Regions from separate parts of the Mustela erminea genome. Here region 2 is linked to region 1. Evidence: chromatin contacts called from public Hi-C data. All regions are on one chromosome and are shown on one strand. Each heading gives the region's core, a stretch centred on a gene start, on an enhancer-like site or on the middle of the called end of the contact. The rest is flanking DNA. Distances are from core to core; before and after follow the strand shown.

Evidence for each region. A called contact is a pair of places that touch in the nucleus more often than the background predicts.
Region 2: a Hi-C map of spleen shows a contact between it and region 1, with 5 times the contacts expected there. The contact joins the promoter of CEP57L1 here to the promoter of CD164 in region 1. A contact is called at or near these places in 2 of 3 Hi-C or Micro-C datasets (fibroblasts and spleen).

What each region holds. Positions count from the first base shown.
Region 1 is chr4:22,770,154-22,773,890 of mMusErm1.Pri, reverse strand. CD164 (sialomucin core protein 24) reads right to left here and starts at 1,966. Exons shown (of 6, transcript XM_032338857.1): 1 at 1,668-1,966. The coding sequence starts at 1,860. It overlaps LOC116588130 (a long non-coding RNA gene), which reads left to right and starts at 2,083. Exons shown (of 4, transcript XR_004284795.1): 1 at 2,083-2,782.
Region 2 is chr4:23,046,872-23,050,608 of mMusErm1.Pri, reverse strand. CEP57L1 (centrosomal protein CEP57L1) reads left to right here and starts at 1,709. Exons shown (of 11, transcript XM_032338862.1): 1 at 1,709-1,810. The coding sequence starts at 1,778. It overlaps SESN1 (sestrin-1), which reads right to left and starts at 970. Exons shown (of 11, transcript XM_032338860.1): 1 at 510-970; 2 at 24-363. The coding sequence starts at 302.

The sequences.
Region 1 (3,737 bases), core at 717-3,216:
AGACAGCAACTCTGGAAGGGGCTATATTTATGTACATACAATTTAACAAAGTAGGACAGGGACAAGGACATATACAGTACCCTTGAGTAAGGGGTTCACAAAGTAGAAAGTAAGTTCTGCAGAGGTTTGTGTACTGATAAAAAATGCTAGTTGTCTAAAATCTTTTGTGCCTGATACTTTTGAACAGCACAATGTTATTTACAATGAACTAAACTTGCTACCTTTCATTTTAGACTGCAGTTTATACAACTACTACTTACAGAAAACAAATCATCTCCTTTGTATGACTTTCAATTACAAAAAGGCAATTAACTTGGCTATCTCTAAGCTTCTCTTTGGAAAAAACACACACTCCAAAACTACAATTCTGGAAAGAAACTGCCAAATAAGCAGAAGACAAAACATATTGTGCTCTATCATCTTAAAAACAGTGCAGTTAGAACGTCCAGCATTCCACGGCAATGTACTTTCCTTATTTAACAGTTTTTGAACTTCAGTATTACATCTTTCTGAATCTTAATTATACATTTTATTTATCTATAAAACACAAAAACCAAAGGAAGATACTTCAAAACAGTATGATCCGTCTGGGGGAGGGGAGGAAAGCCAAGGTAAAAATCCTGACACTTGAGCACTTTTTCGGTCGAGATGCCAGTTATTCCTTCCTCAATATTAACTAGAATAACCAATCACACTACATCAGGTTTTATATATCTAGAGTTCTTTTTCACCTCAAACTTATCTTCCCCTCTCTTTTGTGTTGTCACTGCACTGTCAATTTCTGCTTTAAGATTCAGTGTACAACTCAACCAGTACCCAAATCGACCGCAGAGCTTAACAAAGAGTGTGTTCCTGATCGAGTTTAAAAATCGACAACCTGGGTTTCAATCCCAGCTCACAATCAACTAAACCTGTGCTCCCCGCAAGCCACTCTATTTCCATCTTCCTCCCAGATTTCACCACCTATCTTCCAGTTTAGCCTAAAATACCAAAAAGAATATATGAAGCATCGGGTACACAAATGGGCACTCTTCTTCTTTGGTACATAGCAAATTTAAAGTTTTAACTCATCAAATGCCCAAACCTCAGATATACCCCGACACCTATCCGCAAAATCAATACGGTTAGATCACAGGCAACTTTTCTCAGACTCAAGTCTGAGACACTGGCGAGCATTCACGTCTTCAGTTTCTTTTTCCTCTTTTGCCAACTCCCGGAGAAGCCCCCTTGCGGAGATAGGATGTGGGTGGGCAAATGACTAACCCCAAACACAGGGAGTTCGACCTGATCCCCAAACTTTGGAGGCGAGTCGCCTCGCCCCATGATCAACCCCACTGCCACCACCGCGGGAGGAAGCCACGTCCCCTCTTCCCAAGCTGAAGTGAGACTGGGGATTACGAGGCACTTTTTAAGAGCACCTTGGCGTGGGACACTTCGGGGTGGCCCAGAGCCCAACGGCCAACGGGGCTCGGCCGCCCCTACTCCCCGGGGCGCTCCCTCACCCCCGCCACTCCGATCCCAGCCCGGGCTGGACTCGGACGGGCCGCCATGTTGCTGGAGCGCGGCCCGTCCCGGCCCCGGCCCCGCGCGCACCGCGGGCAGGGCGGGCGGCTCGGCTCGGAGCGGCGGGCGGGCGAAGACAGAAAACCCGTTGGGCCGGCGCCCACCTTGTGCGGGAGTGGTCACCGGCGTAAGAGTCGTCACCGTCGTCGGAACTGTCGTTTTGGCGGTGCTGGTGTTCGGTGAAAGCGGGATCGCAGTCACGGTCGGATCCGGGCTGGGGTTCGCAGCCGCGGTCAGCACACACAGCGCGGCCAGGCAGGCGGCAGCCCAAGGCAGCTGGCGGGAGAGCCCCGACATCACGTCCTCCGCACTGGTGTCCGGGCGAAAGCTGCGGCGCACTCTACTCCGTCCGTCCCTCTGTCCCCTGCGGCACCGCCTCGGAGAGTCTGGGCCCCCGCGAGAGCGCGCCGGGGTCACGTGAGGGGCCCCAGGCCACGGCGTGCGGGGGCGGGGGGGGCGGAGCGGGGGCGGGCTGCGGACGATACCAACTGCATTCCCGCAGGAGGGGGAACAGGGACAGCGAGAGGCAACGGAGGGAGGCTGTTCCGCATAGTGACTAGCCAAGTGTAGCGAAGAAGCTCCCAGAAGCAAGAACCTATTTCCATTTCCCTTCGATTACCATCCAAGATGCAGCTGGGCTGTTCTAGTTCCCGCGATAGGGAAAGCTTCCACCCTGGCCCGGATGGAACAACCTACATGAGGTGGCTCTCGGCGTCCGCGCGGGCGACCGGGGAGGCCGTAAATCCGCGGCCCCACGTGACTTTCCGGGCTTCGCCTCTGGGACGGGAGTCAGCCTGGCGTTCGTTTCCGTGGGGTGCGTTTAGACCCACCCAGTGGGTCAAGTTTGCGGTGTGCTCCCGCGTTCCGAAGGTGCTCGCACAGATTCTCAGTAGCACCCGCGCTTCTCTCTCTCGAATTTTTCTGGAAATAGCCTTGTGTTGGGATCCCTCAGGGCAATGAAGAAGCCACGTGGCTGAGTTTCTGCTCCGTCGCCCACTCCTGGTGAGCGGCCAAAACACCGAAAACGGCCCCCCGGCCTTCCAGCCGGAGCGCTGTCTACACTGGCTTTCTCTATCCCACTTGCCCAGGCTGTCTTTACCGAATTTTTTGCTACTTAAATCAGCGGTAGCCGCAGTCAGTCAACGCCACCACCACTACAGAGAATCAGAGACGAGCTGGGTTGGAAATCCATCTGGTCCGTTCCCAACCCACTTTACAGGTGAGGAAACCGAGCCTCAGACAAAGTGACTTGCCCGAAACTCGATGCTTGACATCAGGACTGGATGTTGGAATGCCCGTTAATGTTCTGGGACTGCTCCGGCTTAATTAGGATGGGTGAGCGCCACCTGATGTCCAGCCTCACAAAACAGTCACAATTGCAGCCGCGCTTATATTAACGAGTAAAAACTGGATTATAAAAGCTGTTTTTAGTGCCGGGTTTGTGTTTTTTTTTTCCCAGTTACTTGCATTTATCCGGCAAGTTTAATTATGCACGTTTACCCTAATAAAATAACACACGAACATTGCTTTTATGAGATCTGCTTTGGTATGAAAGCACCACAAAAAAGTTGACTCTAAACGTTTTAGCTTTTTTTTTTGCCTCCATCTGAAGGCTTTAAAACTTTCTAGAATCTGATCTGGGGGGTCCTTTTGTACCTTCGTCACTGAGTATTCTGTTGATTACACCAGCTGGCGATTTGCTTGATGTAAACACGAGACCATGTTTGACAGATCCAGCCTATGGCCAGAATTATTGAAAGACTTTCAAAGAAGACATGGCTGTGTTGGGGGTCTGTTGACAATTCATGAATACAAATCTGCTTTGACAGATCACTAGATATTGCTTCCTTAAGTAAAAAAAGCAATATGATGTTTATATATGCTGTTCAATTTAAGTTTTCTGTTAAGTAATCATTTCTCATTGCAAAGACCGAGTGCAGAAAACTTAAGCGCTGTTCTGGAGTCTTATTTCAACTGCAGATCATTTTCCCCATTGGAGAGTGTTTTCATTTTAGAAAAAAGGGTTGTTTGAAGATGAGAGCCTTTTTATCTTTTTTCACAGTTTATGTTGGTTATGTGTTTGTATAATCTTATTAAATATTTCACCTACTTTATTGCACCGACTTTGTTATTTCTACATCTTAGATAAATGCTAAAAAGGAAAACTTGATTTC
Region 2 (3,737 bases), core at 460-2,959, 280 kb before region 1:
TTGTAATTACAAGGTTTTCTTACCTGGACGCTCTTCAAAATAAATTCCGTTTTCTCTCTTACATCTTTAAAGGGACATCTCTTAGAAAGCATCAGCAGATGAGCAAGAAGTTTATTCAACCCATCCAAAGAAACAGCATTTGAAAGCCCGTCTGATGGACGAAGAGGTGTCTCTTTCACCGAACGAAGATACTCGGTTTTTCTCAAAATGGTTTGCTTTATGTTTTCCAGTGCTGTCTCTCTAGTAGTTGAATCTCTACTGCACAGTCCATCCCATCTCACTTCATTCTCCCCTTCAGCCATGACAACTGGAGGTTTTTTTCTTTGCCGTCTTCAGTTACCTTTCAGCATGTCCCCAAAAGCACTTTGTATTTTTAAAACGAGAAAAAATGTAAGAATAAAATCAGAGAAATCGAATCGTCATGAAAACACAAATGTCTGGGAGACATCTGGAACCAGAAGTGTCTTTTATATTAATTGCTTTCAACCAATCTGCGAGACAGAACTCACCCTCTCCTACATGAAGGGGCAGTCTTCTTGTCAGAGACTAAAAAAAAAGTTGGAAAGTTGAAACCCGAAAGCGCTGGCTCTGCTGCACAGGCAGTCCCGGGGAAGTGCTCTCCTCCGTCTCGCGGGGTCAGCGGATATCCTCACGTTGTGGAGCTGTCAAATCCGTGCTCTGCCCAAAAAGGCTGGTAACAGTTGAAGGCGCTCCAGCCATTCGGGGTTTTTTGTCTGGGCAGCCACCGGGTTCTCAGGAACATTCCCACCCCGCCCCTCCTCCGGCACCAGTCCCCGCCCCCTGCAGCTCCTCCCTACCCCTCAGCTGCCGCCGGGAGCTGGTGGGGAAATCTCGCCAAATCCTTGCTCACTGGCTGCCGCGGCCGGAGACCCAGTCGCTCGTTGGGGGCGGCCGCCTCTGGCAGCCGCTGTCCCGGCTGCAGCGTTGGAGGAAAGTGTCTCCGGCCCCAAGATTCCGGATCCCCGAGCAGACGCCTTTTCTTTTCCTATACCTGCGTCCTCGCCCACCGCCCACTAAACCTGACGGGCACAGGGCTGGGCCGCAATCCCCAAAAGCGGGGCCGGGCCGCGGAGCTGGCGGAGAAGCCAGGCGAGAGGCGCAGAGCCCGCCCCTTCGCCCAGCCCCATCGGTGGGGCTCGGCCCAGAGGGCGGGAGCAGGGAGGGAAGATGGGGTCCTCACCCCCCAGCCCCTCCCCTTTCTCCGCCCGACATAATCCAGGAGCCGCCCCTGCCCCAGCGCCCTCTTCCCCGCCCAAGCAGACGCGACCCGCGGAGGCAAAGCCATTGGAAAAAGCCCCGCCCTCCAGCCGGCTACCTCCAGACCCCAAGTCCGCGAGCGGCCGCCAACTGCTGCTGGCTGCTGCGCATGCGTGACGAGAGCAGGGAGCATGCGCCTAAGGGGCATTTTTGCGTCGGTGGCGTTTCTCGTCCTCTGACGTTGGGATTCTCCCGGTTGGAGAAGGGGAGAGAAGAGTAAGGAGTTGAAGTACACTGAAACCGTTACAGACAAGACAAGCACGGCAAAGAAAGAGGGCGTAAACACACATCTGGAAGAAATTGAATCTAAATTTAAAATTAGTCTGAAAATAGTGACAGTCTCATTATTACGCCAAATCCGAGATTTAAGAGGGCAGGGCGTCCTCGCATTGACTTCTGGGAAATGTAGTTTTGATGTACAGACGCGTTCTGTAACTACAGTCCCCAGGAGCCACTGCGACGTCGCCTGTAGCGGCCTTCGAGCCAACGGTTAGCGCGGATGGAGGTTGAGAGCGTCGATTTGGTGAGCACTGTAGGTTTGGCTGCCAATTTTTCTTTGACAGGATTTTTTCCTTCTCCCGTTTCCTCAGGTATTTTGGAGACCAGGCTATCTAGAGCTGTCCTCCTTAGTCCAGGGGTAGTGTCCAGTAATCTGCCTGGGAAGGAGTAGTCTGGGTGCCCAAGGCCGAGGGCATATGAAGGCGCGAGGAATGATCGGGACCCCAAGGGGCTTAGAAAGCAGCAAAAGGCCGGGCAAGAGGGATGCTGTAGAAACCGGTGCGTCTTGCTGCGGCTTCCGCTTAGCCCTTTGAGGTGGACTCGCTCGCGAGGGATTAGGTATCCCTGTGCATTGCACTTTTGTTTGCCATTTCATAGGGGTGTTTTGTGTTGTATGCGCTCAGTAGAATGAAATCCCAGGCAAGGCTTTGAAAGCGAGTTTTAAAATCCATTTTGTATGAGAGTAAGGGGGAAAGAAGCCCCAGTATTCCTAGATAATGAATGTTTGCAGAGATACTGCATGAAAAAAGACCTATAAAAATTTCCAAAACTTAGTACATTTAGAAGATTCATTTGTTTGAAAACTACTGTTTGGTTTTGAAAAGTCATTCCTCTTGAGAAAAGTCAAGGTAGTCAATGGACCGAGAACCAAATTCGATTTTAATTCTTCACATTGCGGAAGAGATTTTTTTCTAAAAATTGAGCCCTGGGGCGCTTGGGTGGCTCAGTGCAAAGAGCATGCAACTTTTGATCCCCCGGGGGGTGAGTTCCAGCCCCATGCTGGATATAGAAATTACTTAAATAAAAACTTTTAAAAAATAAAATAAATTAAAAAATGAAAAAGATGAAAATTTAGCCCTGTGAGGTACTGAGTACACAACAGTGGCAAAGACAGTCCCTATCTAGTTACATAACCTAATGGTTAAATGCACAGTTTTAGTACAATATGATATCTGGCTATCTGGCATGGCTAGGATTTCACCAGGGAAATCTTCATCCTGGGAAAAGAGGGCTAAAGCGACAGCATAGGGTGAAGGCTAAAGGGACAGCATAGGGTGAAGCCTAGAAGTGAGAGAGGTATGAAACTTTCAGGAAACCAAAATAAGCCAAATCACCCATATTTGGGGAGGGATGACTTTTTATCTACTGATGTATTCTGTAGCTGTGAGGAGACAAGTACTGTGAATTTTCCAGATAGTTTCTGAAAGTGACATGTCCTTGAACAGATAAGTTTTGATGAATTGGTGTAATTCGGAAGGCCTTGGGTATGGTCTACATTCTATGCTACTGGTTTAAATTCTGCTACTGATTTAAATCAGATTTTTTTTTTAAATGAGAAGTTCTTATGAATATGATTTCAAAAAATAAAAACGACATTCTTTTTTTCGTCTTTTTTTGGGCTCGTCCTCCTTTGGCCAATGCACAAAGAGTAGGGTAGTTTCTCAAATCTCGGTCCCCTTATCACATAGTTGAATATGATCCCTTCCAAATCCATGGTTTCACTACCACCTATGACTTTTAAATGTATAGCTCTATCCTCCTTTACCTTTCCAGTTTTCATATACCCATTTCCTTGATATTTCTTGTTTGATACCTCAGAAGCCTCTCAAGTTCAACATGCCTAAAACCAAATGGATGGTTATCTTTAATGAGTCTGATTCTTTTTCAGTGTTAACTATTTCAGTTAATGATCCTACCATCTACTTGTGAAAATTTGAAAACTACACATTATTGATTTCTTCCTGTCCTTCATGCCTTTATAGCCAATTATTACCAAGTCCCTTCAATCTCATCTCCCAGATAACCTCCAAATCCACCCTTTTCCCACAGTCTGCACAAGCACAGTCTTTTCCAAACTGCCATAGTGTGTTGCCTAGATCGTTGCAATAGGGATAATTCACTCTGGCCTTTCTCCACACTGGAGTCACAATGATCTTTTTGAAATGCAAATTTGACTAGAC